3 separate regions of the Mus musculus genome follow, and regions 2 and 3 are each linked to region 1. Evidence: chromatin contacts called from public HiChIP or PLAC-seq data. All regions are on one chromosome and are shown on one strand. Each heading gives the region's core, a stretch centred on a gene start, on an enhancer-like site or on the middle of the called end of the contact. The rest is flanking DNA. Distances are from core to core; before and after follow the strand shown. Region 1 holds the start of Lgals8 (lectin, galactose binding, soluble 8). Region 2 overlaps Mtr (5-methyltetrahydrofolate-homocysteine methyltransferase). Region 3 has its middle 110 kb from the start of Ero1b.

The links. HiChIP or PLAC-seq counts read pairs in DNA pulled down with a chosen protein or histone mark.
Region 2: a contact with region 1 is called in an H3K27ac HiChIP or PLAC-seq map of extraembryonic endoderm stem cells, with 3 times the contacts expected there. The contact joins the enhancer-like site here to the promoter of Lgals8 in region 1. A contact is called at or near these places in 2 of 484 Hi-C or Micro-C datasets (the HL-1 cell line and macrophages), 3 of 115 datasets of contacts at active chromatin or transcription factors (bone marrow-derived macrophages, embryonic stem cells and extraembryonic endoderm stem cells) and 2 of 9 other capture datasets (adipose tissue and liver).
Region 3: a contact with region 1 is called in an H3K4me3 HiChIP or PLAC-seq map of bone marrow-derived macrophages, with 5 times the contacts expected there. The contact joins the enhancer-like site here to the promoter of Lgals8 in region 1. A contact is called at or near these places in 14 of 484 Hi-C or Micro-C datasets (the C2C12 cell line, the CH12 cell line, the G1E-ER4 cell line and 9 more), 4 of 115 datasets of contacts at active chromatin or transcription factors (the SCID.adh cell line, bone marrow-derived macrophages, embryonic stem cells and 1 more) and 3 of 9 other capture datasets (adipose tissue, liver and pancreatic islet).

The regions. Positions count from the first base shown.
Region 1 is chr13:12,460,276-12,463,123 of GRCm38.p6, forward strand. Lgals8 (lectin, galactose binding, soluble 8) reads right to left here and starts at 1,463. Exons shown (of 10, transcript NM_001199043.1): 1 at 966-1,463.
Region 2 is chr13:12,213,349-12,216,196 of GRCm38.p6, forward strand. Mtr (5-methyltetrahydrofolate-homocysteine methyltransferase) reads right to left here. Exons shown (of 33, transcript NM_001081128.3): 20 at 2,065-2,217. Among named protein-coding and RNA genes, the nearest start is that of Gm10336, 28 kb to the left of the region's middle. Within about 2 kb of position 1,378, at least 5 of the 459 cell types and tissues checked have an H3K27ac peak or open chromatin away from gene starts, as enhancers often do. A contact at or near this core is called in extraembryonic endoderm stem cells, where this site is marked.
Region 3 is chr13:12,679,200-12,682,047 of GRCm38.p6, forward strand. No RefSeq gene overlaps it. Among named protein-coding and RNA genes, the nearest start is that of Ero1b, 110 kb to the left of the region's middle. Within about 2 kb of position 1,347, at least 10 of the 459 cell types and tissues checked have an H3K27ac peak or open chromatin away from gene starts, as enhancers often do. A contact at or near this core is called in bone marrow-derived macrophages, where this site is marked.

The DNA of each region.
Region 1 (2,848 bases), core at 213-2,712:
GAAATAACACAAAACCAAGACACAAATATCACTCAAGCAGTGCTTTGAAACCAGGACAATATTCATTTAACTTTTCCTATTAGTAAAACAAGTAGGAATCACATCATAGGATTGCCCTGAGGATTGTACTAGTTTAAATAGCAGAAAACAGCTCTGTATGTGTTAGCTATTATTGCTAGAAAACATTGCTCTTCTTCAACCAGCCAAATTAAGTAAGTTGAGGGTGGGGTGGGGGTGGCAGAGTTACTCCGGGGAATACCAAATGCAATGTTTTGCATCAGCCCGGTTTTGAAAGATAAGAGCGCCCCCTCGGCACTGCGCCCTGCCCACTGAATCATTTACTACCTCTAGTCCTGATGACTCAAACCAGAACCAAGCCAGAAAATGAAACTAGAGTTTCCTGTCTTTTACTTCCTACAGTTCCGCCAGGCTGTAGACAATAGGCACTCGCCAAATCTCTTATTTTACCGGAGAAAAGAAAATTGCATCTCTCTTGGTTACACCCCTAAAAACCACCCTAGACCCCTACCTAGTATCTGTCACTAACTCATTTTATTCAAATCCTCTGAGCCTTTAATTCTGTTCTGTGCAATCCAGGAAGCACGAACTAGAGCAAAAAGGAGACAAGGAATTGCCATCACCACATCCATAATTGATATCTTTCCCGGAGAGAGATCAAGATGGCCTAGGTTGGCATTAAATAACTACTCTCCGAAGTCTCCAGACACGTATCACCGTCAGTCACAACAAGCCGTGGCTTAGGTTTAGGACGATTCCCAAACCCAGAGAAATTGCGTTTCCCCGTGTTTAACGTTGGGATAGAATGACGCAGCATGCTAAAGTGCGTGTCTGGAATAACGGAGTGTGACACAGCTGTCAACTGTCCCTGGGCCTGTCATTCTTGGGGATCCAGGTGATGCTCGCCCTTTCCCTGGCAGGTGAGCCGCCGAGCGGAGAGCCCTCACCGCAGCAGTCAGCGTTGTCCCGACACTACGGTCCCAGTACAAGCCTCAACCCACGATCGCTCCCGGTGTCCGGTGCCCCGTGCATGTGTCACGGAGGAGACGGCGGGATGCCGTGTCCACACTCGGATTCCGGTCCGGGAACAGTGGTATCCCGATGTCCCTGAGCCCGCAGTCGCCAGGACTCACCCCGGTGGTAGTAAGCGCTTTGCTCCGACTTGTGTCCCCTGACGGACGCCGTCCGGTTCCCGGAGCCGCCACAGGCAGAGGGCGGGGTCAGCCCGCGGCCGTTTCCGCGAGAACGACTGCAGGGGCGGGGCGTCCGAGTGCTGCGAGCTGGGGCTGTTGGGCTCTTAATGTCACACACGCAGACCTATGGCTGGCTGTGGGAGTGGCTGGCTGGGGTTGGGGTGTGGCTCACCTCACGTGCTGGAAGCCCCCAGGTTGATTTCCACCCAGCTCTGCACAAATCGGTCGGGGTGCACCCCTGTAGTTCCAGCCCTGCGAGGTGGAGGCAGGAGGACCACAAGTTCAATGTCATACTGGAGAACTTAAGGAATTCGGGGTCACTCTGGGACAGATACCTGATCTCAAGGGTGTTAAAAATACACTTAAAGAATAATCGTGGGGGGTGTGGCCGGGGTACTCCTGGGTTTGCCTCCTTTGCAGCCTTGGGTCAGAACTGAACAATGTTGTGAGCCAATCAGATTTAGCAGCCACTCATTGCCAATAACTAGCCTTGTGTGTGGAGGAATTCGTTCTTCTTTGTCCCTGCAAGAAACCCCATCCTGTGAGCAGTAGCCAGAACATGTCAACACTGGGTGATTGGCCGCTTATTCTGTGCTGGAGTTTACTACAGGGAACGCTTCCTTAGGAAACAGTTTAGACACTGATGCTCAGTTCTGAGCAGAGTAGATGGTCAATAAGCACTGAGCTGCATAGTCAGGGCGCTGCACTGCTGACGGTTTGCCCCGTATTTGTACGAACAAACTTAAATAAAACTGTAGGGCGCTGAGAATGGCTGACTGAGCTACCTAGTTTTGATGTCCTAATGGCCTCAAGGTTATGTTCTTTTCTAGATATTAGCCATGTTTGTTTTTAAAGGACATGTTTGACATAGCCATTTGGTCTTTTTCTCTGGCTGTGTGTTTTATTTTGTTTTGAACTTGTATTTTATTTTTTTAAAGCCTCTTAGCAGCAACCTCGTGTTCTGATTCGTTACTTTTTCTCCTTCCTCATGTCCATTTTCTAATTTTGATTAACTCCTCAAGATTCTACTTTAATAGCTGGAGTTAACCCTTGATGTATGTTGTCTTAGCTCTGTTGTTATTACTAGGTGTGGTAGGCTTCTCACTACACTTTCTGGGGTTTGTAAGAGATAGGGTGTGGAGAGCTTTTGGAGCCCGTTTCTAGAAACTTTGCAGGAATTAAACATTGGGCCAGGACACAGAAGTAAGCTCAGGCAGGAATATCGTTTTGGGCTAGAGCAAAGAAGTAGGCTTCAGTCAAGAATGTGACTTTGGGCTAGGAGAGGGAAGTAGGCTCAGATATCTTGGTCATCTTGATAAGCCCCTGCCTGGAAACATTGATCACAGGACTTTGTTCCTTGACTGTTTGTGTTTATAGTCCTGCTTGTCCTTGACCCAGAACTGATATTATTTTGCATGTACTTAAACTGGTATCAAAGCAGACTGGAAAAACATTATAAGCCTGACTCAGCCTCAGAACTCGCTGGGGTCATGCCACAGTGTTGTCTTGTTGTCTTTTTTCTTTTTAATTCCGACTCCCTCCCTGGAGAACCTGTTGACTGACGGAGCTGGCTTGGTCAATAGGGAATCTGCCATACACATTCCCAACCCTACTGTAATGCCTCTAAAGAAGGGCTC
Region 2 (2,848 bases), core at 128-2,627, 250 kb before region 1:
CCCTAGCCCAGATGCTCAACAAGAATTCACTAAATGACAGTTTTAAGTACTTGTTATAATAAAGAATTCTGCCCGTACATAAGAGAGACTATTTAAAGTCCCAGTACTTAAAAGAGTGACAGAGTTTCAAAATATGCATTCTTAAAGACGACCACTGGCTTGTCAAGCCACATATCAGTACTAACATTGCATTTATCTTAGGTGGGCACTAAGGTAAGAGGTGATATGGTGCCAATGGCCAGCTCTGACATCCAGGGGGTAAAATGAGGCAGGCAGCAGATGGAGGTCAGTGCTGAGAACAGCTGACAGGCAGTCCAGATACTGATGGGGGTTGCTGAAAATGGCAGCCAGTGATGAGAGAAATTACTCAGCAGACTTTTCTCTGAGGGAACAGAGCTTAATTTACTGGGCTGGCACTTCCTGTGGCCACTGAAAAACTCTGAACTCTCTAACTTTGTTGGGGCCATCGAGAAAGAAAAGAAAAGGAGAAAACGCATACACACATATACACACTGAGTAAGTGAAGCAAAAGGCAGACTCCAAGACCTACAAATACATACATGCATACATACATGCATGCATACAGACTGACATATACATATTCACAAATAGATTAGATGAAGCAAAGCTCCAGCAAGCAGGCTCCAAGCATGTCACACATACGTAACATACACACACAACTGGTGGATGCAGCAACTACCAGCACACCCAGACAAGCTTTACAAATATAAATACACACAGATTTGATGGATGGAACAAAGATCCAACATAGTCTCACAAAAACTTTACACATATACACGTTTACAAACAAAGTTCCAACAAGTTTATTCTTTCCCTCATGGCTTATATATCCCAGCAAAATCTTTCAAGTGGTATAAAATCATAATGTGATTACAAATTAGTTTTTTCTAGTAAATGACTAAAAAAACCAATATGTTCCCCAATACCTTTACAAGAAATCACGTTACGAACTACAGATAAAGAAAACAAATGATTTTCAGGAACTCACATACATTTGTAACTGAGTAACTTGCTATAGATTAACAGAGTGTGAGCTAGCAATGTAGTTTTCTCAGCCCGTTTCTCTTACTGACAGGCAGCAATTTGCAGTTACAAAGAAATGATAAATTCATTTTATTACCAATCTTTAAAAGTAATCTTATAAGAATCTTAAAAGAATCACAATTCTGAACATTTATATAAAAATCAGTCACATCTACTTTAAATCCTCAAAATGCGCATCTACCAATCAGCAATTCTTATTAAACCATATGAAGAAGCTGAGGACAAAAATGGGTACAAGAAATCGTCACCAGCCCAGCCTCAGTGAGTCACGTCAGCCAGCACTGCCATTGTTCTTGTTCCCTGACCATAAAAGTTTCCTAGCTTAGCTAATGAGTGCGCCTTTCTGAGCTTTCAATGGCTCCCTAAGATTTTCTACATCAGAGCCAGTAGCAAAACCATTTAAACCTAGTTTCACTAACTGTTTCTCCAAATGTTTTCTAAGGGTGGTGGTCACTACTCCTGAGTTCTTTCCTAGGGTGGTGACTGAGTCATTAATCTGTTCCAGCAGCAATGCCTGAAAGAGATCAAGCACTATTGTTTTAGGTGCCAGAGATACTGCCCAGGAAAGGACTGGAAGCTGCCTTAGAATTTTCATACAATTCTTAGATTAAGAGGAACGTGAGGTCAGCAAGCAGAGCAGAACTCTGTAATAGCATGAAGTCCTCAGGGTCACGCCTCAGCCAAGGTACACCAATCCTGGCTGTGCCAACTGGTGGGCCGAATTCCCTGAGTTCTAAAGTCATTGTTATCTCCCACATGGCCCTGGCAGTATGGAAATACAGAGCACGCAGATTGCGGTGCTAAGAATGTCTGCAAGCTTTCTAACTTGTATACACTGTGAAGATAGACTGGCCAGGGATGGTTCCTAAATATACCCAGAGAAGGTGTGACCAGATAATGCTTTCAAGCTCTGTCTATACTGCAACCTCAGAAAACACTCATATGCACAACTTACTGAAAAATAGGCAAAGGAAATGTTAAAATTTCTAATTTGCCAACCTGAGGTAGAAACATCTTTCCAGCTCCAAAAAGATCACCAACCACTTTCATGCCATTCATTAGGGGCCCTTCAATTATATTCAGAGGCCGAGGGTATTTTTCCCCGTTTAACCTGGCTTCTTCAGTATCTTCAACAATGTGCTTTTCAATGCCCTTAAAAGAAAAAAAGAAAGAAAGTAGGGAGAAGGGAACAAACAGAAAACTGTATTAAGGCCAAAAACAAAGAATGAATCACAGGCATGCTGAAGAATGTGAACCCCAGAATCAGTCGGAGTCTGCATCCCTGTTCTCATCACCAACACAGGCAGTTCATTAAGTTTTGCTTCCTCACTTACAAAGCACAAAAGTACCAATCTCGTGGTTTTTGGCAATCGCTGTAATATAATTTACCCACAGTGCCTAGCTAATGATAGGAAGTAAGTACACAGGAAACTAAGAAGTACAGTGGGGACTAGGAAGGCTGCTCAGTGTTAGAGTATATGCTTATACGTGTGAGGGGCTGGGCTCACTGGTTACATGCTAACAAATACACACGTCTGTGAAATCAGTATCTGCTCAATGCGGTGTGGTAGTGCATGTCTTAAATGCTAGCATTCCGGAGGCATTGGCAAGAGGATTTCCGTAAGTTCAAGGCCAGCCAGGGGTACACACTAAGGTCCTGTCTCAAATAATTAATAAATAAATAAATAAATAAATAAATAAATAAATAAATAAATAAAATTAAATAAAATAAATCTATCTGTATCTTTTCTCACTATAACATTACTCGGCTAGAATAGGATGC
Region 3 (2,848 bases), core at 97-2,596, 220 kb after region 1:
TGTGTGTGTGCAAAGTGCCAATTTTATTTACAAGCTTGTTAAGTAGACTCTGCATGCCTGCAGGAAGCAATAAGTGAGGCTGACATCTTTAAACAGCATCTAAATGTTTAAACCTGCTTGCTTGATGGTCACTGCTCATAAAACCTGGCCCAGTGCTTAGTACTTTGATGAGGATCTCCCTAAGGATCCAAGTACCCGTTGTTTGAAGTATACTTTCTTCTAGTGACCAGCCTGGCAAACAGGACTGAGGTAGCTACACAGCTTTTTAGACACCTGTTTAGCAATTTTTTTTTTTTTTCGAGACAGGGTTTCTCTGTATAGCTCTGGCTGTCCTGAAACTCACTCTGTAGACCAGGCTGGCCTTGAACTCAGAAATCCGCCTGCCTCTGCCTCCCAAGTGCTGGGATTAAAGGCGTGCGCCACCACGCCCGGCTCTGTTTAGCAAATTTAATGACAGTTCATGGTATAGCCAGTTGGTTGTTTTTGCTGATTTCTTTTAATGGCAAGGGGATAAAAATCAGCGAAGAGCACAGGATCAGTTACTTAGAAGTCAGCATCCAAGGTAAAAGAATTCTCTGTCGAAATCGACATGACTCCCATCCTCTGATACTCGCCTACTCGCTTCTCAAAGAAGTTTGTCTTTCCTTCTAGTGAGATATTTTCCATGAAGTCAAACGGATTTTCTACTCTGAAAATCTTGTTAAAACCCAGCTCCAGCATAAGCATGTCGGCCACAAACTCAAGATCCCAAGGAAAGAGAATATCTCTTCAATGCTATTGAAACTATGCCTTGTGTGAAGAAGAAGGCTGACTGGGCCTTGCGCTGGATTGGGGACAAAGAGGCTGCGTATGGAGAAAGAGTTGTGGCCTTTGCCGCCGTAGAAGGAATCTTCTTTTCCGGTTCTTTTGCATCAATATTGTGGCTCAAGAAACGGGGACTGATGCCGGGCCTTACATTTTCCAATGAGCTTATTAGCAGAGACGAGGGTTTACACTGGGACTTTGCCTGCCTGATGTTCAAGCACCTGGCACACAAGCCGTCGGAGCAGAGGGTCAAAGAGATAATCACTACCGCGGTTAGGATAGAGCAGGAGTTCCTCACGGAGGCCTTGCCCGTGAAGCTCATCGGGATGAGTTGCACTTTGATGAAGCAGTACATTGGGGAGCACTTTAAGCCTAGCCTGTCCTCTTGGCCACACCCTTTTCTGCCTCCGCATCTGGAATCTGGATCGTGGTAGAAGTTTGAAGTAGAGCTGTGGACCTAACGGAGCAGGGGAGTTCGGGGAGGATGGGCGGGGGCGGGGGACAAAGACTTTGGTCCAGTAAAGAGAGCTTAGGTGTCCTGGGTCCTAGGATCCTAGCTAAAAGTTTGGGGGTGTTTTCACCATGGACTCAAAGCAGGTGGTGGACAGGAGGCCCCTCAACAGGGGTTTCTGGTTACGACTACAACTTCTGTGGCTTTTTTCTTAGACCATTTTACCAGAATTTTCTTCATTGGCCGAGCCAATGAAGGGGTTTGTGTGGGTGAAGAAATCTTTGTCTCAAAAGTGGTTCCGGGATTGCAGTGGGGCGGGCAAGAAGTGGACCTTGGCGCCATCTGCTGGACTTTTACATTTTTTATTATTTGGACGGCCGAGAAACAGAAATTCGTTAGATTGGTCTTTAATCCGAGTCACTTCTGAAAACCTTTTATACGAAGAAATGTAGAAAAGATAATTTTAATGAAGTTCTACTATTTAAGAGCCTTCAGGAGGTTCATGCCAGCACTGGAGAAGCTGAGGCAGAAGACTAACAAGTTCCAAGCCTGGGTCACTTGGTCATTTAGTAAGTTCAAGGCCACTATAGACTACATATTGAGACCCTGCCTCAATATGCCAATAAATAAATAAATAAATAAATAAATAAATAAATAAATAAATAAGGAGGGTCTAGGGAGATAGAGTTGATAAAGAGCTTACTCAGCAGGTATATGGATCTGAGTTGGAAATACAGAACACGGGTTAAAAGCTGGGCATGGTAGCATGCATTTGTAATCCCAAAGCAAGACCCACAGAGAGGGACCGCTCACTGCAGCCCACTGCTCAGCCAGTCTGGTCTAATCAGTAAGCCCCCAGGTTCCAACGAGAGAGCCTGTCTCAAAAGGTGAAAGCTCTCGAGGAACCACACCCAAGGATGACCTCTGAACTCCACCTAGGCACAGGCATAGACATGCACTATGCATACACGTGCCATATACATAAACCAAGTATTACTTAAATACAACATCTCTACTAAAGAATGTATCAAATCTGATCTCTTCAAAGATGGTCAATTAATTTTTAAAAATTTTTTTCTTGAAGTGCCGAGAGATGTGAACTGGGTGGGTGGGTGGGGGGAATTTTATGCATGTTAAACAAGTACTCTGCTACTGAGCAACCGCCTCTGTCCACCAATTATTTGAATTTTTAACTTGACTTCTTCCCCTCCAACATGCCCTCCCTTACAAATGCAGATGGGGGTCTGGAGAGATGGCTCAGCAGTTAAGAGCTCTGACTGCTCTTCCAGCAATCACCTGATGGCTCACAACCATCTGTATGGGATCTGATGCCCTCTTCTGGTGTACTCATACACATGAAATAAATAAAATGTAAACAAACAAACAAAAACAGGAAACCAAAGCACAGACGGTTAGAACTTCTGATAGCTTGGTGTGACATTTTGGCCATCTAATCATGTGAAAGTGACAGGCATTCTGTAGCAAGCATATCACTTTCTGAACTTTTGTCTGTTCCTGGGCCAGCACTATTAGGTAAGAGTCAACCCAAGACTGAGAGGAAATGGGACACTCTACAGGTGTGGTGCACTAAGC